Regions from separate parts of the Mus musculus genome. Here all the other regions are linked to region 1. Evidence: chromatin contacts called from public ChIA-PET and promoter capture Hi-C data. All regions are on one chromosome and are shown on one strand. Each heading gives the region's core, a stretch centred on a gene start, on an enhancer-like site or on the middle of the called end of the contact. The rest is flanking DNA. Distances are from core to core; before and after follow the strand shown. Region 1 holds the start of Slc31a1 (solute carrier family 31, member 1). Region 2 has its middle 18 kb from the start of Gm30699. Region 3 overlaps Rgs3 (regulator of G-protein signaling 3).

What was found. Promoter capture Hi-C pulls out the DNA fragments that hold promoters and counts their contacts. ChIA-PET counts read pairs in DNA pulled down with a chosen protein or histone mark.
Region 2: an RNA polymerase II ChIA-PET map of memory CD8 T cells shows a contact between it and region 1, with 46 read pairs. The contact joins the enhancer-like site here to the promoter of Slc31a1 in region 1. A contact is called at or near these places in 5 of 39 promoter capture datasets (cranial neural crest, liver, maxillary cranial neural crest and 2 more), 4 of 484 Hi-C or Micro-C datasets (CD4 T cells, CD8 T cells, Th1 cells and 1 more) and 7 of 115 datasets of contacts at active chromatin or transcription factors (astrocytes, bone marrow-derived macrophages, cardiomyocytes and 4 more).
Region 3: a promoter capture Hi-C map of pre-B cells shows a contact between it and region 1, with 2.0 times the contacts expected there. The contact joins the enhancer-like site here to the promoter of Slc31a1 in region 1. A contact is called at or near these places in 4 of 39 promoter capture datasets (the C10 cell line, frontonasal cranial neural crest and pre-B cells), 4 of 484 Hi-C or Micro-C datasets (Th1 cells, muscle stem cells, pre-B cells and 1 more), 4 of 115 datasets of contacts at active chromatin or transcription factors (bone marrow-derived macrophages, embryonic stem cells, memory CD8 T cells and 1 more) and 2 of 9 other capture datasets (liver and pancreatic islet).

Annotation. Positions count from the first base shown.
Region 1 is chr4:62,359,243-62,362,185 of GRCm38.p6, forward strand. It overlaps Slc31a1 (solute carrier family 31, member 1), which reads left to right and starts at 1,459. Exons shown (of 5, transcript NM_175090.4): 1 at 1,459-1,601. It overlaps Fkbp15 (FK506 binding protein 15), which reads right to left and starts at 1,354. Exons shown (of 28, transcript NM_001045528.2): 1 at 1,128-1,354. The coding sequence starts at 1,180.
Region 2 is chr4:62,755,645-62,758,587 of GRCm38.p6, forward strand. No RefSeq gene overlaps it. Among named protein-coding and RNA genes, the nearest start is that of Gm30699, 18 kb to the right of the region's middle. Within about 2 kb of position 1,522, at least 79 of the 459 cell types and tissues checked have an H3K27ac peak or open chromatin away from gene starts, as enhancers often do. A contact at or near this core is called in CD8 T cells, Th1 cells, memory CD8 T cells and 1 more, where this site is marked.
Region 3 is chr4:62,685,482-62,688,424 of GRCm38.p6, forward strand. The region is part of intron 10 of Rgs3 (regulator of G-protein signaling 3); the gene reads left to right. Among named protein-coding and RNA genes, the nearest start is that of Gm52741, 17 kb to the left of the region's middle. Within about 2 kb of position 1,465, at least 135 of the 459 cell types and tissues checked have an H3K27ac peak or open chromatin away from gene starts, as enhancers often do. A contact at or near this core is called in Th1 cells, memory CD8 T cells, pre-B cells and 1 more, where this site is marked.

The sequences.
Region 1 (2,943 bases), core at 209-2,708:
GTGAGAAAACTTGTCTCAAAAACTAAAGTGGAAGTGTACAGAGAAGGACCCCTGATACTGAACCTCTGTCCTCAACAAAGATGTTCACAACATGCATACATGCATACATCTCTCTCTCACACACACACACACAATCAAAAGAAAGCCAGTCATCTTATGGTCACTCCTGTATTGACTGCCCAGTATTCTAGGAGACTAATCATTATTGGTAGGATGATGTGTCAGTCATTCTTAAGTAGGTTCATCACTATGCACAAAACTTGTAAAGCAGGCGTTCAAAGAAGGGCTGTGCAAAGATGTGAGCTTTGCAGTTAACAAGTCTGAAGGGAGACATGAGGTCCACTAGGACAACGCAAGGGAAAACACTGAGCTAATTATTAAAGGGGGGGGGTGGGGTGGATCTAGCCTGCCGTTAAAGACTTCTCTCCCAAGATGGCATATATGATGTTTGAAAGCAGAAGAAAACGAATAGTCTTTCCCATTGGCGTTACACCTTAGGGCTTAAAAAGCATAATTTCGCAGGCACTTCGTGAGCAATCAATGTGCACCAGGAGTTACTGTTCTGAGACCTAGACAGAAATGAGCAACCATAAGCAGTTCAGTCAGGGCTTAGATTTCAGTAGGTTCCATGTGCTAAGGCTTGTGGAAATATGGAAGATGAAGCAGACTATTCCTCCCGGGACTGTGAAAGCAAAGAATCACCAAAAAGGTAACCTCTGAAGTAGGCTTTGAAGGATGCCAGAGATGGCCCACCAGGTCCTGGTTCAAAGTGTCACCATCCTGTTCTCGGGGAAGAGAAAGTCTCTTGAGTTTACAGCTCGTATATTTATTATAGGAGCTGACTCCTATATAAACTCCGAGGCAAGCAGTCTCCCCAGCAATCCTCTCCATTTCACTGGAGAAAGTGTGATTCACAAAGCAAAAGGGTGTCAAGGGAGGTTCCAGTTCCTGAACCCAGACGGGCCGAGGTGACACCGCTACTCAGAATGCGAAGGCTGAGCGGTGGAACGCGCCGAGGGTCTGTCTAGACCCGGAAGTTGGGAAGCGGCCTGAGAAGAGCCCGACCCCTGCAGCCACCGCGCCAGTCTCTCAGCCCAGCGCTCGGGTCCCGTTCCTCAATCACTCACCCGCCGCTTGGCGAGAGGAAGTCGGTGTCATCCTCGTCTCCGGCACCGAACATCACGTCGGCTTTCGCCCAGCTGAAGGGAGGAGGAAGTTGGATGTTCCCAGGGCCTGTCACCGCCGGTAACGTAAAACGCCGTGGCGGCGAGCTGCTTTCCGGCAGGACAAACTCTCTCAGGGTAGTGAGGCCCAGAGGAGACCCAGCGGTGGAGGAGGTGGAGCAAAGGCAAATGAGGAGGTGAGCTCCCAGTGACGCAAGGCCTCACCAGCCCTCCGAGGAGGTGGAGTTCCTAGGTTCTGAGCGGTGATTGGTGGGATCACCCAGGGGGCGGGTCCAGGGCGGGAATCCGCGGCCTTTACTGCGGTCGTGGGACACGTCGAGCCGGGCAGTAGTGGCGGGGGCTTGGTAGAAGTCCGTACCGGACTAGGGGATCCAGTTCTGAGAGGAAGACTAAGGCGGCGGGGCTTACCCTGTGAAGGTAAGGTCACTCCCCTCCTTTTCCCAAACCCGGCGTGTTCGCTGTCCTTTTCCCTCCCGAACCCTGGACCCCCCGCAGCTCCCTTAAGCTGGGCGGAAGGAGAAAGAGCCCCGGACTAGAAGTCATGGGATCTGAGCCGAACAGTGGCAGGGATCTTACAGCGACATTGCTGTTATGACCTTAGGGCAGGGTGCTCGGTGCCTCAGTTTCCCCATCTACGCAAAGGACCGCGTGTCCAGTGTCTCCATATGCGCTTTTTCAAGGTTTTAAATCTCTGAAATCATCGAGTCTGATCCGGGTCTCTTCGTAATAAACTGATCTGCAGGCAAGAAGACAGAAGAACTAGCCACTTGGGTGACTAGTCCGAGGTCACACAGAGTGAAGAGCAGACCTGGTCCTTTGTATCAGGGTTTAGAGAGCTGATGAGTGAGGAAGCCTGGCCCTTAACTAGACTGTGTGGCATAGGACTTGGGAAAGGACCCTGTTTCTAAAGTCCAGATAAGAGAGGTCCAGAAGAGCTGGGATATTCGGGAGGGTGGATGATGGACGAGACTTTGAAGGTAGAAAGTCCTCAATCCAGTTTTGCTGAGCTGAGTTTTGTTGCCAAGGTTTTAAGTCAACATTGGTTGTCGCTGACTTTTCTGCCTCCAGTTTTCGCCCACTCTGTTGCATGTCTTTCTTCTATATTTCTTTGGTTAGCCTGTTTTGTTTTTGTTTTTGGGTTTTTTTTTTTTTTTTTTTGAACGATCTTGCTTAGCCACGCTGTGGCTAAGCAGATAGTGTGTCCCAGTGTCCATTTCCACAGTTCTCATTGGAGTTCTTTCTGGTTTTCTTCCCAGTCAGGTTGATCCTGTAAGTGTCCCTTTCCGGAATGTTTTAGTCTCTTCTGATGATACTAAAGAGATTGGAAGCTCTCTCCCAGAGAACTTTGTACCTCTTGGCACTTCCCCTGTGGGGCTTTTTATTACAGTTTTTGAACTACTAACTTGTAAGTCTTCTTGCCCACAGTGGATTCTCATTAATTTTTTATTAGATTGAATAATATAACTTAGCTTTGTTCCCTTGTTCCTTAATTTACTCTCGGTTTTTTTTTTCCCCCGTGCGACCCAAAGAGCCAAGCAGTGGCTCTTGTCTTTTATAGGTAGCTTCCAGAAAGATAAAAATGCTGTACTGGCTGTGAACTGTCTGGGTTGCTTGGTCTCTTTTGTTCATTGAAGGTGACTGTACTATTGTCTAAAACTCCAGGGGAGGGGGAAGGGGAAATAGTGTAGTTAGAAATATTATATGTTACTTACAATTTTTGTGAGTAAATTATTCCTGTTTATCTGAGGATAAGGCTGCT
Region 2 (2,943 bases), core at 272-2,771, 400 kb after region 1:
TGGTAACTGGCACCATGCAGCCCTCTCCAGGCCCCTGCGAGCCTTCAAGGCTGTGGGCCAAGGCCTTGGCAGATGGCTGACAGGATGCTGATTGGAAGCAGATGTGTGGGCGTGTCTGGCTGTGGGCCCAGAGGAGCTCCACATCTGGAGCCCTGGGGCTTGGAGTGGGGGGGATGCTCAGATGGTGAGAGGGACTTAGGGTGGGTGGGACTCAGACTCACTCCCTCACTCAGACCCCAGTGTTTTAGTGCACTTGGCCCCAGAAAGAAGAAATAGCTTCAATTTTCTCTGTGTACTCTGAAACTGGTTCTAAGCCAACCGTGGTTAGAAATCAACATCCGGTCTCTTCTACATTTTTTCACATGGGGAAACTGAGGCCCAGGGAGGAGCTAGGATGAGGACATGCTACGGCAAGTGGGGTGACTCAACCTGACATGGCTGTAGCCATCTTGGTGATACTCACCATTTTCCCTGCCTGCTGACCCTGGACCTCATCTCAGGCTCCAGGGTTCAGGACAGGTTGCTGTGACAGGCAGGTGAGCCGGGGGATGCCTGGGCTGTTTCTCAGCTGAGCTTCACTTGTTCATGGCTTTAGTTTTAGAGAGTGCTGAGGGACATCCTGCTTGGCTGCTGTTCATTTCTGCTCAGCCTTTTCTGGAAACTTCTTTGTCCCACTAGTGTGTCCCCAGGATCCTTTAGTTTTGCTATTGCCTATGACACTTTTCTGTTCTGAGTGCTGGACAGACTGCACATCATGTATTCATGGGTCTGCTCTCTCTCTCTCTCTCTCTCTCTCTCTCTCTGTGTGTGTGTGTGTGTGTGTGTGTGTGTGTCCGGGCACACATGTGTGTGCACACACATGTATATGCTTATGCTTGCCTGTAGAGGCCAGAGGTCAACAATGAGTGTCTTCTTTAATTTCTCTTCACATTATTTTCTGAGACAAAGTCCCTCGAAGGATCTAAAGTTTGCTGATTGGCTAGACTGGCTGGCCCGCTAGCCCAGGATCCTCCTGTCTTTCCCCTCCTCCCTTACTGGGACCCCAAGTATGCACCTATGTGCTTGGCTTTTATGTGGCTGAGTGGGGAGCTCAACTCCGCCTGTCTGCATTGATGTATTTTACTGAGCCGTCTCCTCTGCATGTCTTCTCCACCCGTCTGTTTCACGACAACATGTGAAGCCAGCCCTCCAGACAGGAAGAGTGATACTCTCTTGAATGGCTGAGAGAGAAGTGCACAGAATCTGTGCAGCCCTGCTATTAACACTGCAGAGTTTCCCGAGTCTTACTTCAGTGCTTATCTCCTCCTTGGGAGACCCTCTGCTCCCTGCCAAGCCACAGGGGGATTGTGGGCATGGCCTCCAACCCTGGGCCCTCAACCACATTCTTGGGATTGCTGGAGGGAGAGGCCGGGGCTGAAGCTTTGCGGTTTGCCTCTGTTTCCTGTTAGAAGAGCTACTGAGGCTTAATGTCACCGTTCATACCTCATCGGAGATCCAGAGATGACAGTCTGTCAGCCTCTGTCTGGATGCCTCCCGGAGGGGACACTCATCACCTCATCCACATGACCTGCCTGCCCCAGTCAGTGCTTATGCTGAGAGCACACTTGAATCCAGGTAGGGCCCTGACTCCTTGTCAAGGTCCCTCCACATCTCAAGCTATACCAGGCTGTTCTTCAGCTTCAGGAGTGGAGTGAACCCCCGAACTGCTCCTTCCACCAACCTGGTCCCTGAGGCCAAAGCTCAAGAGTTCTGCCTCCAGAGACTGTGAAGTACTGCCAGCAGGCAGCCCCTCCTCTTTGACTCTGGCCAAGCCACACGGGCTCCTGGTGCCTGTGAACTACACAGTTCTGGGCCATTCTGCTGAAGGCTATCTCTCTTCTCACTGGGAAAGGGAAGGCACCTCTGGCTCAGACTGGAAGTCAGCAACCAAAAATAAGGAAAGCTTCTTTCCAAAACTCGGTGTGTATCTCAGATGACACTTTTGTGTCTCTGGGGCTCAGTTTTGTCATCTTCAGAATGGGTGACGATTCCTGCTCAGCACCTGCGGGCTGGTATAAAATTCAATGGCAGCTCTGAAAGTGAACGCCTTGCGGGTAAGTGCAGGAGACAAAGGTAAAGATAGCTTAGCGACAGCATCTCAGGCAGAAGAGGCCCCAGGAGAACCCAGGCCCCCAGAATCCTATTCACAGGAACTCCTCTCCACACATCAAGCCTCAGGTCAGGTCTCTAGAAGACTCCAGGCAGATGTGCCTATAATCTTAAGGTGCCTGTGTCAAAAACATCACAGACCACAGCGTCCTAAGACAATTTCAGGGAAAGATGAGGTTTTTAGAACAATAGGGCAGTGTGGTGGTGAGTTTTAGAATCACCTGGGAAGGGAGTCTCAGTGAGGGATTGTCTAGATCATGGAATGGCCTGTAAACATGTCTGTGGGGGATTGTCTTTATTGCTGAGGTGGGAAGACCCAGCCCACTGTGGGTGAAACCATCCCCTAGGTGGGGGTGGGGGAATCTTGTACTATCTAAGTGTAGAGCGTGTAGAGAGTGAGCACAGGCATGCGCACACTTATTCCCAGTCTGTTCTTGGATGTGATGTCACTGGCTTCCTTACGTCTTTGCTGACTTTCCCACTGTGATGAACTATAACCTGGAACAGTGAGCCAAGGCAAACCCTTTGCCCCCACATGCTGCTTCTGACAGGATGTCTTACCACAGCAACGAAAATGAGACACAGCCACTCAAAAATCACTTTTAAAACCTACTGCAAGACAGAAGGAAAAACTGTCGTAGGTTTTGAATAAAAACAAACAAACAAACAAAACAAAACAAAACAAAACATGGCTCGGAGACTTCCAGCCAGTGACCAGCTGTATTTTCCTCCATCTCTGTCCCTGGTTCCTTCTTGCTCCAGCACAGGCCGACTTCCTGTTGTCTGTGTTCTCCT
Region 3 (2,943 bases), core at 215-2,714, 330 kb after region 1:
GGTCTCTCCCAGCGGCCCTTGACTACCCCTTCTCCCAGTAGCTGGTGGGCGTCTGAGGTCAGCAGCCACAGCTGGTGCGAGCAGGTGCTTCTGGGCATCGTCGATACCATCCTTCCCCAGCCTGATCCAAGCTCTGGATTGCATTTGGGAGAGGATTTGATTAGGCCCCGGGCAATGGCTCCATTTAGAGGGCCTGGCTCATTTCCTGTGGCTGCTAGCAGGCGAGACAAGGACAGAATTAACCCTGCTCCAGCCTGGCTAAAGAAGTGATAGATGGGGGGATATGGACCTGGAGGAATACAGACATAGAAGGATATGGACTTGCGGGGGATACGGACCTGGAGGGATATGAGCACTCTCAGGGAGCAACCGCTTGTTATGATTGGGATCTAATGCCCTGTCAGAGCAGGCTAGCATCCCTGGGGGCACCCCGGGTGGGTTTTTATCAGCCCAGCCTGTAGCAGCACCCTCCAAATTGTGTGTTCCCCACTACTCGAACTTCTTTACTAGAGCACTCAACACGTGGCTTGTCTAGCCTCTAGTTTATTTCTTCCTTGAGGTCTAGCTCCTTGTTCCCTGCTGCCCTGCAGTGTGTATGAAGAGATGAATGGAGCTGTTCTGCCCTCATGGCCTCTCAGCATTGCCAGAGCTGGTTCCACAAAGACACTATCTATGCCCATGCCATTCTCAGGACAATCCACCCTGCCATATATCCCCTCTCCCTTTTCCCCTCTTTGTATCCCCCTCCTGCCATTCCACACTTCTGGGGGTTCTCGGGTCTCCTAGAATATGCCCTCAAGCCGCTACCATCCCAGCTAGCTCTCCCAGGAACACTGGCCTGACCGAACCTGCCCACAGTGGTCACAGTACACAGAGATCCTGCCTGGGTGGGTGGCATAGAATGAGGAGTTCTAGGCCCCATCTACAAAGCATTGACTTTGTGTAAGCTTACTCACAAACTGTTCCCTTTCTTTCTAGATATGTTTCCTCCCTGCCTCCCCCACCCCATTCCCAGTATGTGCGACACCTGGGACAGAAAACAGGGGGGTTAATCCTGCATGAGCCTCAGCTTTCTTAGATAATTGTCTCATGGCCTCAGGCCTCTGCTTCCCATCTCTGGAATGAGACCCCTAATAAGTGGCCATTGCATCAGTACATCTCCTGGGCTAGGCACGGGGAAGACCCTAACCAGAGCCTGTGAGTCCCATGTGGCCTCCCCAGGCACAGCTGGAGAAAAGGAGAGGTTGAGTAGCACAGCTGGAGAAAAGGATAGGCACAGCCAAAAAGTGGGCCCCATTGTATCAAAGCCAGAGTCTGAAAGGGCACTGGAGCCCATAACCACCAGGCTGTCTGAAAGCCTGTCAGCTCCGGTGACTTCCTAGATGATCCCTCAGGGTAGGGCCTCTGGGGACAGGCACCCTTCTGTGCAGCAGCACTTCCCTTCTGGTTTTGTTTGGTTTGGCCCCAGACTAGGGCTGAGGCAGGCTGACTTGCATTTCTGGTTTGGGGTTTGTTGCCTAAGGGGATAGGATAGGCTCTGCCAATAGGCACCTGTGGGACAGGTTCAGGCCCTTCCCCCAGGCCCCCAGGAAAGTGACATTCACTTGAATCCTCTGTGAGTGTCACTCTGTGCTAGGCCCCAAGGGCACCCAGCACTGTTTCCTTCCATCTTTTCCCAGGACAATAAGAGGCAGATGGAGGTTTGGTTATGGCAAAAGGGCATGTGTGTGTGTGTGTGTGTGTGTGTGTGTGTGTGTGTGTGTGTGTTTGTGTATGTATGTAAATGTGGGGTGCCATGAACTTGCTGCAGGAAAATTTGCTTTCTGATGCAGATACTGCCTGGCAGACAGGTGATGAAAGGTTTGGTTCTCAGGCTGAGATTTGATAATGGGTTTTGAGCTCAGGATTAGAATTTGGTGATGGGTGTGGTACTCAGGCTGGGATTTGGTGATGGGTTTGGTACTCAGGCTAAGATTTGGTGATGGGTGTGGTACTCAGGCTGGGATTTGGTGATGGGTTTGGAACTAAGGGTAAGATTAGAAGCAGATTTACAAAGAATGGAGGCAGATTTGGGTCCTGGCCCCAGCCTAGCCTCTGAATCGTACATGGTGGCTTTGCCCCGTCATTGAGGCTCACTGCTCAGACTCCTCAGCCTCCTGTCTGTTCCTGGATGATCTCCCTTTCTACCCGGGAACAGCCTGGAGAGGCTGAAGCTCAGGCCCCGAGTTTCTTCTTCTTGCTTCGTCTGGAGCAGGAGGCTTGGCATCACAGAGGCAAACTTTAATCCTGGGTGTTTGCGTCTACAGCTCTGTAGGGATGCTCTTGAGTTCAGACTTTCCCTTTAGATCCATCATTAACCCTACACAAGCCATCACCACACTCCTAGGCTATAATACAGTTCCAGGTGTGGGCATCCTGCCCAGAGACAGATACAGGACAGATGTCTCAGTTCCTTAAAGCACTGGAAATATGTATGTTTTGTAATGCTCTTAGGCGAGACCCCGTGAAAGGGTCTTTTGACCCTAAGGGGGTCAGGGCTCACAGGGTGAGAACCACAGGCTGAGGTCTAAGTTGTGGGGATTTGGGATGACTGATGCTTTAGGTTCTGAGGGGTCCCTGAGGATCCATCTCCTGGTTGGCTCCAGGATTCTTCAGGAATAGAAGCTATGTGGAGTCACTGGTGCCCATCTTTGGCCTGGGACCCACATCTTCAGAGTGTCTCCCCTGACTGGGGCCAGGTCATCTCATAGTCCTCGGCTGGCTCCTGCTTCCTCTGCCTGGTAGGATGTTTCCGTCTTCATGCACCTAGATGGGGGCTCTTCCCACAGAGTACTTTCACATCCACTCCGTAGCTCCCAGGTGTCAGTGTGACCTCTGTCCTGTGTGTGCAGCACCCTGAAGCTGTCAGGAACCACAGATGGCTCACTCCACTCCCAGGGGAGA